2 separate regions of the Xenopus laevis genome follow, and region 1 is linked to region 2. The links are chromatin contacts, called in public Hi-C maps. All regions are on one chromosome and are shown on one strand. The core of a region is the stretch at or near the end of the contact, and the rest is flanking DNA. Distances in the headings are between cores, read along the strand shown. Region 1 has its middle 13 kb from the start of cep170b.L. Region 2 overlaps LOC108698803 (RAC-alpha serine/threonine-protein kinase-like).

Evidence for each region. Hi-C and Micro-C count contacts between places; a contact is called where the count stands out from the background.
Region 1: a Hi-C map of the XL177 cell line shows a contact between it and region 2, with 2.6 times the contacts expected there. The contact joins two enhancer-like sites. A contact is called at or near these places in 2 of 4 Hi-C or Micro-C datasets (the XL177 cell line and the XTC cell line).

What each region holds. Positions count from the first base shown.
Region 1 is chr8L:91,089,626-91,095,947 of Xenopus_laevis_v10.1, forward strand. No RefSeq gene overlaps it. Among protein-coding and RNA genes, the nearest start is that of cep170b.L, 13 kb to the right of the region's middle. Within about 2 kb of position 2,181, at least 1 of the 7 cell types and tissues checked has an H3K27ac peak or open chromatin away from gene starts, as enhancers often do.
Region 2 is chr8L:90,997,743-91,003,717 of Xenopus_laevis_v10.1, forward strand. It overlaps LOC108698803 (RAC-alpha serine/threonine-protein kinase-like), which reads right to left. Exons shown (of 14, transcript XM_018230617.2): 3 at 1,145-1,273. Among protein-coding and RNA genes, the nearest start is that of LOC108698804, 49 kb to the right of the region's middle. Within about 2 kb of position 3,554, at least 3 of the 7 cell types and tissues checked have an H3K27ac peak or open chromatin away from gene starts, as enhancers often do.

The DNA of each region.
Region 1 (6,322 bases), core at 931-3,430, 91 kb after region 2:
TGGATTCGTTATCCAGAATGCTCCGAATTACAGAAAGGCTGTATTCCATAGACCCCCATATATCCCATTTTATCCAAATAATCCAACATTTTTAAAATGTTTTCCTTTTTCTCTATAAAAATAAAACAGTACCTTGTACATGATCCAAACTAAGATAACATCAATCCTTATTGGAAGCAGAACCAGCCTAGTGGGTTTATTTAATATTTACATGATTTTCTAGTAGACTTGGTATGAGGATTCAAATCATGTAAAGATCCGTTATCCAGAAAGCCACAGGTCCCGAGCATTCTGGATAACAGGTCCCATACCTGTACTGTGGTATTATTACAAAGAATAAATTAATTTAAAAATATAATTTGAATTATTTGATTGAAATGGAGTATATGGGATATAGCCTTCCTGTAAGTTTGAGCTTTCTGAATAAAAGGTTTCTGGATAGCATATCCTATACCCAGCACAGCAGATTTAGAAACAGCACCCCCCCATGGACCCAATAACTATTGACTGTCTATGGAAACTTACAGCAGCCCTTCTGGCCTTTGCTAGAATCTACAAATTTCAGGTCTTGATCTCTTGATTATTTAGAAACCTTCATTCATTTTTGTCCCCCAGAAGTCAGGGTACTTAAAAAAATAATAATAATGGATATATAGTCAAATTAGTCAATTGTAATTAAAATCACATTATTCCAACGGGATTTCAACAGCTGCAACCAGATATATCATTGTTTATTGAAATATCAATGACTAATAGTTCTTTCACTTTGCTAAATAGTTCTTCATTGAAAGTAATGAAACAATGAAAGTCATTTAATCGCCATTACTGTTACCCGATGCATAAAGCTGCATTAAGTAGAACATGCATCAAAGTAATATGGGAAAGATATGTGTTTGTCGGAGTAGTTATTTTATAAATAGGTCAAATCTGTTAACTTTTACCACTTTTTTGGGTTAACTTTGACACTTTATAGTTCAAGACCCCATGCAACTCCAGTTCATTTACTTACCAAAGTTATTCCATTGTGGTTCATATAGTCCACCAATGTCACATTTAAATCATAATACCTTCCATACATGTTTATAGTTAACTTACTGAAGCAATATTTAACAACGTTTGTTTGTTATCCAGAAGAAGAACAACATTGGTGCAGTTTGGTGCTTTGGTGAATTGAATAGGAAAGTGTTGATGGCACATGGTTTCAACTTCACACATGGATCCAATATCTCTGTGATCCTTTTGTTACATTAAGACCTGGAGAATTATGTGGCATCTACTGTAAATATATAGAAGCAATTATATACAAATCCCTGGAGTGTCCAAAATGGTCTCATAATATTTATAGAAAGCACATATATTTGCAATTGTTCTGCTTTGTAGCCCTTCTGCAGAACAGATGTGACTGCCTTATCTTGCTAGGCAAGGTATAGCCATATGCAAGGTATGTCTACAAAACCGGTATTTGTGCTGGTGCAATTATTCCTGAGGCAAAAAGGTTAAATATTTGTTGTTGAAAAGTATTTTACATTTCCCCATTATTGCAGGGCATGTCGAAATGCAATGGAAATAGAGCCAGTGCAGCTGAAATACATAAAAGAAACAACCACTGTCATTGTAAGTACAGGATATTTTGGGGGTTATTTCCTTTTAAACAGGATTCACGACAATATACATTCAAAGGTAAACAGAACAAATCTATGTATTTAAATAGATATCTTACCAGAAACAACCATATTGTTTGCCTTATGCCAGACATTGTCCATAGATTCCAGTACTTTAATTAAAAGCATTTCCAGAGTCCATCCCAAGGTTCTGAGAGGGCTGTCCCTATTAGAACTGTAGTCAAATACACAGCCTCATTGCAATGGTTTTAAAAATTAGTGGTGAGCACAACTTTCCCTTGCCTATTAGAACTGTGCCACTAGGTCAGGCAATTTGCACAACATGTTATTGTCTATCCCAGTTACATAGAGCACTATGAAAAGGGCACAATGCACAAATAATTCAGCACCTTGTAGAAGCTTTGTGGCTGGGATACAAGGGAAAATGATTACCATATTATGTGCTATAGACTAGACTGGGTATGTCAGGACTGGTAAAGCTCAGCATCTTATCCCCTATAGAGAGTGGCATCTCCTGTACTTTTGGTTGATTGCTGGCAGAGAGGTTACAGATAAAGCTCCTCTTCTGTTCTGGCTTATGTTACAGATAATGTTAGAGTATCCTGGCCTCTGTGCTTGCACTGTCCCCACAAGGATAACAACTAAAGGGCTGCTCTACTACTTGCTATGAATAGCAGCCCTATGCAGCCTTTCCCACACCAGTTACCGTCTTGGGTTCTCCAGTACATCAATCTACTTCTTTGGAGCAGTTAATAACATGTACTGCCCTTAAATACTCAGTAGTGGAGCAGACATTTTAGTATATTCTTTATTTTAATATTATCTTAGTAAGGGGTGCAGAAATAGGAAAGGAAAAGGGGGGTCGCATTGACATTGACCTCAAATAACCATAACAATAACAGTTGGGCTTCCCACTAGGCAGTACACTCAAATTGTTTTATATTTTGATTATGAAACTATATATACATCTAGAAAATGCCATGCAGTTTTGTCTCTCAAATGGGATATTATTGAATTAGAGAGGTTCCACAGAAGGGTGGTAAAAGGTATGGAATATCTAAGCTATGAGGAAAGACTGGCCAAGTTGGGGTTGTTCACACTGGGGAAGAGGCGCTTAAAGGGGAGTGATATGATAACTATGTATAAATATATAAGGGGATCATATAATAATCTCTCTAATGCTTTATTTACCAGTAGGTCTTTCCAGCTGACACAATGTCACCCATTCTGATTCAGTGTCGGACTGGGACACCAGGGGCCTACCCAAAAACCTTAGACCAGGGGCCCACTTTCAGTACTAATATTCTTCTTCTCCTCACTCAACCTCTATTCTCCTAATCTCTATTCTTTACATACTGTAATCTATTATTCCATCTATTTAGCATATTTGTTTTCAAAGAAATAGGGAATGGCCATGAAATAGGCCAAATCTGTAGCAGCACAAGGGCCCCCTGACACCTCGGCCCACCAGGAGTTTTCCTGGTATCCCGGTGGGCCAGTCCAACACAGTTCTGATTAGAAGAAAAGAAGGTTACGTCGAAATATTCGGAAGGGGTTTTTTACACCGAGAGCTGTGAAGATGTTGTACAGGCTGATACATTAGATAGCTTTAAGAAGGGGTTGGATGGCTTTTTAGCAAGTGATGGAATACAGGGTTATTATGGAAGATAGCTCATAGTACAAGTTGATCCAGGGACTAGTCCGATCTTGGAGTCAGAAAATAATTTTTTCCCCCTTTGAGGCAAATTGGAGAGACTTCAAATAGGATGTTTTGCCTTTCTCTGGATCAACTAGCAGTTGGGCAGGTTATATACAGACTTAAAAGGTTGAACTTGATGGATGTATGTCTTTTTTCAGAAGAAGTCAACAGAAGAGCCAGAAGAACTAGGCAAATTATTCAAAAACTATAAAAAAAAGGAAAACATGAAGGCCAGTGTTAACATCTTAATTAAATGTATTGTTGAAATATAAAACTCTTCATATTGGAATTGCTATACAATATATATAGCTGTATTCTAAAATTGGCATTTACAATAAATGATAATAACAATAGGTTACACTGTAAGTATTCCTTTGTTAAGTATTTAAAATGCAATGACCATTTATGATTCCTTCAGTTCAAATAAAACAACAAAAATAGCTGTAATACAATGTGAATGTATTCATTTTAATATATTTTTTATTATATTTACATGTATATCCACATTCAAAACAAATACTTTGGACACTGGTCCTTATTTCAATATTACAGCTGTTTTACTATATGTAGTACATATTATAGTGTAACAATATAGTAGTCAATATGTCTCTTCTGAGTGCACTAAATTAAATATAAATGTCACAGGCAACTGTATAAAAAAACAAGAGTGCCATCTGCTGCCTGTTTAGTATAACTACAAGTAGGTACGTGAAAAGGATCTCCATTAAAATGCAGAATGAAAGAAAATACATTCTTATGTTCATGTAAATACATGAAGTACATTCATTAAAGATTTTCAAAGGTTTTACATTTTTTAAATGTAAACGTTATTAAAAGATGGGGACAAATTTTTATATTCCAACTTAACTATCCATGTTTAGTATAGATGTAGTAGAACTGAAAGGAAGCACACATTAGATAAAAACTATATAGTGCGGTAAGTTGTATATTTGTAAATATGTATATTTGTATATATGTAAATTTGTGTATATACAAAAGGATGTGTAAAAATAACCAATAACATCCACTTAAAGTGACTAGTGCAATTGTGTAATCTCTGAGTCAGCCTACTCATCGGATATAGACCAGTATAATGCCAAATGGAAAGGAATAAAGGTGCATATGGTGCTGCAGCAGAAATACAAATGCCCCAGCAGTGAAAAAATGTTGTTCCAGTGTGCCACAGGTTGGACATAAAACATGTATAGTGTAGCAAATTTTAATGAATGAATAAAACACTAAAAATTGGCTACTTACAAAATATCCAATACAGGTATGGGATCCGTTATCTGGAAACCCGTTATCCAAAAAGCTTTGAATTACAGAAAGTCTGTCTCCCATAGACTCCATTGTATCTAAATAATCCAACTGATAAAACTGATTTCCTTTTTTTCTGTAATAATAAAACAGTACCTTGTACTTGATCCCAACTAAGATATAATTAATCCTTATTGGAGACAAAACCAGCCTATTGGGTTTATTTCATGTTTATAGGATTTTCTAGTAGAGTTAAGGTATGAAGATCCAAATTACGGAAAGATCCATTATACGGAAAACCCCAGGTCCCGAGCATTCTGCATAACAGGTCCCATACCTGTATAGGTACAGCACATAGAAAGCCAGATGAATTCAATTGTATTCATCTGGTTTTCAACATGATGTACCTATATTGGATATTTTGTAAGTAAAGGAGAGATTACACAAGTACACTTAGGGTTGGACTGGGCCGGCGGGACACCGGGAAAAAACCCGGTGGGTCCCATCGGCCTAGATCCGCAATTTGCAGGCTGCTTCCTGCCGCAACCACGTGAAAAACAAAGTGCATGTTCACGCCCATGCACGCTCATCGGTGTGGCGGCGCACTAGGGGGCCTTGGACAACAGCTCCGGTGGGTCCCGGGCCCCCCAGTCCGACCTAAGTACACTAGACCCTTTAAGTGGATTTTATTGGTTATTTTTTCCACTCATCTTATTATATATACACAAATTGTATTAACTTACTACACTATCAAGTTTTTATCTAATGTGCGCATCCTTGTAGTTCTTCTACATCTATATCAGATTTGGGATCCTGCACAGAGGGGATGATTCAGGAAGCTGCAATTCACTAATTGGATAATGGACAATTGAATGTGAAGATCACGTTTTAGCGATGAACATTTGTTTAACTGGTTAACTATCCATGTGCTGTAGTGTCATGCGCAAGCTGTGTCTAGTATTGGACAACTATAACTTTCCTGTTGGTGCTGTGGACTTATAAGTGGGAGGTTCCAGCCCAGCCAAATCCTGTTGGTAAAGTGTTATGCCCCTACCTTGCATGTCATTCTCAGGGACAGATTTTTTATTCAGTGCTCAGTGCCCTCTTACACCCCTTAGTGCTCTTGTATTTCTGCCCCCCTTGGTAAAAAAATACCCCTTGTCTGTTATCAAAATAAGATGCCCAGCATTCCATGCAAACAAGAGCTGGAAGTAAAATATGACCATTAAGGAGGCCAAAAGTTGGACAGCCTTTTACCATTGCCATAAGTTCAAGTGCTACAAAACTAATTAGCACGCAATAGTGCATCTGAATAAGAACGGAAAACAATTAAGGCAATAAACAAAACACTCCTAATTTACACATCCACCAACCAGCTCTAAAATTAAAATTCCAGAAAGACCCTTTCAATACTTGAACAATAGTATTGAGCAAATCTGCCCTGTTTCACTTCACCAAAAAATTTGCAAAACTGCTGAAAAATTCACGAAATGGTGAAGTGAATTGCCATTTTTTTTGGCCAAATTTTTCTTTGCAATTTTTGTTGCAGTTTTGCAAAAAAAAAAAAAAAAAAAAAATCCGCCAATGACGAAATTCAGAATTTCGCCACTAATCCGCGTGTGGTGAAAAAGTTTGCTCATCGCTAAGGATCAATCGCTATCTGATCAATGTCTAGTGCAATCAATGCATACCAGTGATTGTGGAAGTAATATATTTCTACAACAGCTTTGGAGAAAGTACTTTT
Region 2 (5,975 bases), core at 2,304-4,803:
TGTATTTTTAAGATGTCTTTGAGAAGCAATTCTACAGGGCATGTGGATACATTTCACAACAATACAGTTTCCTAGACTCCAGGTATCACAGCCAAAAAGTTATACTGGGGGGATAGGGATGCAAGTCTTGACATCCCACAGCACACAGAATAACTGCGGGGATAAACAAAAGTAGGAAATGTAGCACTGGATCTGCTAAAGAAAGAATAGGAGGAAAGCCAAGGAGGAAGGAGGCTGTATCTGCAGCACAGGCATTAACCCAATGACAGTTCTTAGGAAGTGCACAGTATTGTTTCTCTCTCTCACTTCTTGTGGGAATTGGCCTCGGAACGTTACTAATGATCCAGTAGAGCCATAGAAACCATCAGGGAGAGAAAATGTAAGCAAGGTGGTACTACTTCTGTCCCTAAAGGAACAGTAAAAATTGAAGTGTAATAAAGTAATTAAAATATTGCTTATATAGCACACCGCTCTACAGCTATGGGGGCAGCCATTCAAGGGTTAGGTTACATAGCAAATAACAGATGCACTCTGTATAATCCCATTTAACCAATGCAGATCTTATCTGCTATCTTCTAAGTAACCTGTGCCTTTTCTCTTTTCAGCTTAAATGGCTGCCCCATCGCAATACAACAGCCTAATCATAGAAACTATAGCAGTCTTTTCTAAAACAAACACATACCTTTTACCAATGCAGGGCAACAGTACATCATATTTTAATAACTTTAAAATGCTTTTCTTTTTTGCTGTTACTGTTCCTTTAATTTATTTAAAAGTTGGAAGGAATTAAGTGTTACTGGCAAAGACTGAACATTCAAGACATATTTAATAAAGGGATGTTCAACTTAAAATTGCTTTTCTTCAAACAGCCATCATCCTGTGGGTTGCTGGAGCTTCTAGTTGTAGTAAAACATCTGGAGAGCGGTAGTTGCCCAAACTTGAAATTCAAGATGGAAGAAAAGATCCTGCACTTTTGTAAGTCAGAGAGCAGCTAGTTACCTCCAGAGTCTCCTAGTTTCTCTATAACTAAACTGTTACTAGTTGTTACATTGGATTTCTCTAGAATAACATAACATCAAAATCAAACTTCAGTTGACCCATAGAAGCAGTGGTCCCCGTAATATTGAAACACAGGAATACTTACTGGCTACAGAGAAATTATTTAAAGGAGTTTCCAACTGGTCAACATCCTGTGGACGCTCTTTGTACCCAATGAAAGTACCGTCAGTTTTGAGGAGAAAGTAGCGGGGGCGCCAGGTCTTTATGTATTCACCTGTAAAGCAGACAGAGCAATATCTCAGTGATAAGCATGACCATGAAAGAACATTATTTGAACAAAAAAACAACTGTTTTGTCACAGTGTAAATCAGTTGTGACCAACTGAGAGGCATGTAGTGTACCCAAGCCATTCTAGCTGGAAAAAAAGGAGAAAAGACACAGGGTACAGCACATACCAGATAAGCCGTCTAATACAATGGTGGTGTATCTGTTATCTGCTATATAACCTTTTCTCCTTTTTTTCCCAGTAGCTAGAATGGCTGCCCCCATGGCTACACAGCAGCTTGTTTATATAAACTATAGTAGTCTCTCTGAAGCAAACACAGCAGTTTTACCACTGCAGAGCAACAGAGCATTATATTTTAATTACTTTCAGTTTTTGGTGTCACTGTTCCTTTAAGTTCCCATATTTGTGCCTAAACATACTTTTCTTTACTTGGACCATATGCCAATATGTCAGTTGCCCCTGGTCTGCAAGGTGAACAGGGTGCAAAGTACAGTGAATCTCTGTATCTTGAGTAGAAAATAATTCATTCACCATTGCACCTCTAAGTGCTCCAAACTGCAGCAACTGAATTGTGCAAAAATGTTATTATTGGCAACAGATGTTCTGGCACGTTCCACCTCAACGACTACATGATACACACCTGATATACCAAACGAGTGCAAGTTGTTTGCCCATACCGTTAATCTGGAAAAAGGAAGCTCTAATTATAAATATTTTGATGTTGTTACTCCCCCAAGAAAGGTTGCCTCCTCATTTCCATATTATTATATTTATTATTATATTTTCTACAATGAACGACAGGCCATAGTTAGAGAAAACTCATTTAAAAGAAAAAAAAGTCAGTCCTTTCCACAGCTGTATTCAAAATATCCAGAAAAAATGATGTAGATCAGGGCCTATGGCAACGGAGAAAGCAGAAACCCAAAATGGTTCAGCAAGTTTTAATATTGCAAAAGCACCAGGTGTTAAAAATATTCAATTAGGTGTGCTTCCCCTTAAAATTCTACATTAATAGTAGTGATACATGCAGTCAGTTCTTTACATCCAATCAGTTTCCACCACCATATGGCCAAATTTCCTACTTACAACACAACCACTTGATATATTGCCTGTAATTTTAGCAGACCATTACTGAAGCATTCACTGTTTATCCATAGCCATACAAATAGGGCGAGGACACATATCCAAAGAAGACAAATATGGCTGCTGTTTAATAAATAGCTTCCCGGCTGCTTACTAAAGAGTAATGGGTACTGAACAAAAGCTTGAGGTGACAGATTTCCCAACCTTCTAGATGTTGTGGACCAAAGGTTCTAACAGCTGGGGGACTGCAAGCTTCACACCTTCGAAATGCTGAAAGACCAATAATTCTTTGCAGGTGGCTATTACACATGGAAAGCAAACCCTTACTGTTTCTCAGGAAACTTGGATTTATAAGAATCATTTCAAGTAAATTAATTTAAATAACCAGGTTTTGCCATTTGAATGGGCCCCATCCATGAAAGTCATACCCAGAGATAAATAACACACTTTGGGCTTTGCAACATCTGATCCTTAAAAGCATAGCAAATGTAAGACTTTGAACAGATGTCCAATGTATTATTTTTGCCGTTGTCATTTTTCACAGTGACATATGGAGAACTTTTTCATTTACATTTTGCAATGCAAGTACTTTGCACAACTATAGGCAATTTGCTAATCTGAGGAACAGATTTAATAGCCAAGCAACAATATTCTGCTGCAAGAAAAATGAATTACTACTAAAAAAAAAAAAACCAAACCATATCATAATAGTAAAGATCTTCTTCTATAGATGATCTCAATTAAATAAAACCAAACAAATTCTCATGGCCCGTGGATTTCTCGAGCAGCTTTTGAATTTCATTAGACATTAAGCAACATACACTGGGAAAAATAAGATTTGGGGGGGGAAAAAACGTATTTATTGAAGGACATAAGGACAAAAAAAAACAAAAAACTTTTCTATGTGAAATGATTACTACATGCCTTACTCACCCTTTTAAAGAACATAATTCATCTTAAGAAAGAAATTAAAGATAAATACATATAAGTGAAATACAGAACCAAACCTAACAAAGGGCACCTCGTGGTGGACTGGGGGCGGATTTCATATCATCACTTAAGATTCCTATTCATTAAGGGAAGAAAATACCCTGAAGGCTTTGAGGAGAAAAGGCTTCACAATGAGCACGATGGAGATTACAGAGATGAAAACCTCCCAGAACAAGGCAGCCTTTGTTAGACTTGATCCTTTTTTTCTAACTTCAGTTATCTTTCAGGATCCTTCCTGTTAGAGTATCACATTTACCCTGTTTAGGTCTCCACTTTTCTGCCTCTGTTACAATTTTCAGATTACAGTGTGAATAAAGTTCCCATAAAAATACATTTGAACAAAACTGCCTTTAGAAACGGCACCAGCTCCCTAACAAAGGCGGTTTCATGTTTTTGCACCAGAACGGAGAAGGTGAATTTACTAAAGTTTGTTTGTTGCTGCAACTGCGTACTCCATCTCAACAAGGGCAGATTAACTTTTGCACGCCAGAGGCAGAAACTATTTGCAGTACACAAACAACACACCCTTTTATGATTTGGGCATCACGTGTAAAAGCTGAACGAATACATCTTGGTTTATTCCAGGGTACAGGGCTCGAGAGACACTGCTGCCCTCCTGGCACACGAAAAAGTTAATCCTACTGAGAATTTAACAAGAATGCATCACTCCCCCCATCCCCAAACCAACAATGCCTTCGACAATCAGGAGCTGTCTGGCCCTGACAGAGTGCCTTACACAAAAAACAGCTGCCACTCTCTGGGAAGCGCACTGGGTAAGTGAAGTATAACGAGCAGCAAGCTCCCGCAGAACAAAAGAATATCCATCTTTATTTACCAACTGCTCCTTGCTTGTTGCAGCAGCACACTATTAGAGAGCCCCCGCCACACCCTCCGCATCTGACACTGTTGGAGGACACTTTGCATTTTCAGAAGCACCCAGTCTGAGCTGAGAAACTGTACTAGAAACATAAACAGTCATTATACTTTCTATAAACAGCACAAATAAAGAAAGCTCTGTAACAAAGTGTGGGACTTTTCTCCAGTTGATTAGGGAGAAAGAATGACACTCTCATTGCTTCCGTATTCGTATAATCACAAAACCGGCTCTATTGAAGTTACCCTATTGTGTTTGAAAGGTGATAAAGATGTTGCATGGCATAGGGTTGGACAAGCTGAAGATTAAATTGTGTGGATACAACTCGTGCAGCACTTTACAGAGATTGTTCATCGTTCCCTTACAGTCTAAGAACCTAAATACATTCATACAACAGACCAGCCTGCTTGTATGCTTTTGAAAGAAGTTTTGGGGGGTTGGGGGGATCAGAGTATCCAAAGGTGCACACATGAGGGCAAATTCACTAACCTCTGAAAATTCGCCAGCGACGGCTTCGCTCACAGTGCAACACTTCGCCAGGACAACACTAATTCACTAAAATCCGAAGTGGCGTCCAGGGCGTTGAACGCTGGTGAAGTTGCGCCAGCGTTACTGTGCCAAGCGAATCGAAGATGCGGTAGCGTTGCCTAATTTGCATACGGCGGGAACTTGAAGTTCAATGGACGTATATGTTGCAAGCAAATACATTACACTACACAAGCCTGGGAAACCTTAATAGAATAAAGTTGTTATATTGCCCTACACATGAGCCCAGTGTATGTGCCATATGTTCGGAAATGTAGGGGGGAATTTACGCTCTTTTTCAGCCTATCACCCTGAAAAAAAGAAAAAGTCGCTAGCGTTTTTTGGGACTTTTTTTTGGAAATTTTCAACTATTTTTTTAGGAACTCCTATCTACTCTATTGCACTTTGCCTGGTCTGAGGTGGCGAAGGCAAGTCTGGCGCAAGAGGTAACGTTCAGTAAAATCCACATCTGAGTTTGCATAGTTACGTCCATTCGCCAGAATGCAAATTCGCCAGGCGTTAGGGAGTGAAGTACTGCTAGAGTCTGTCTCCTTTGCTAGAGAAGTTACCCCAACGACCATTAGTAAATCCGCAAAGTACCGAAATGACGTCACGTTGAACTGAAAAAATCCAGAACACTGTCAGCAGCAAGGTCAACACAGCAAAGCATTGTCCTTAGTTCAGTACATGCACTTTGGTTGAGGACCATACTGGTCTACGGATGTCATCTTCCCCAAAGGGGCTCCTTTTTTATCTGATCATTGAACCAGAAGCCACATGATCAAACCAGCCTGACTAGAACCAGCTATTTGCTGGCCAAATTGGGTAGAGATCTGCTGGTGCCATAAAAGGCATGTGTCCCAAGAAAAAGCATCAGAAATTCTATTATTTATATAAATAAGCTGCTGTGTAGCAATGGGGGCAGCCATTCAAAGGAGAAAAGACTCAAGTTACACAGCAGATAGCAGATAAGCTCTGTAGAACATAATGTTTTCTGTTATCCACTATTTAACCTGTGCCATATAGGCTTTTTTAAATGTACACCAATGCTGCACAGCAGCTTGTTTATATGAACTTATGAACTACAGTAGTGTTTCTGGAGCAAATGGATCAGTTTTACCAGTGCAGGGCAACACTACATGATAATTTCATTGCTTTAAAACACTTTAATTTTTTGGTGTTACAATTCCTTTAAATGAAAGGCATATAGCCCAGTGT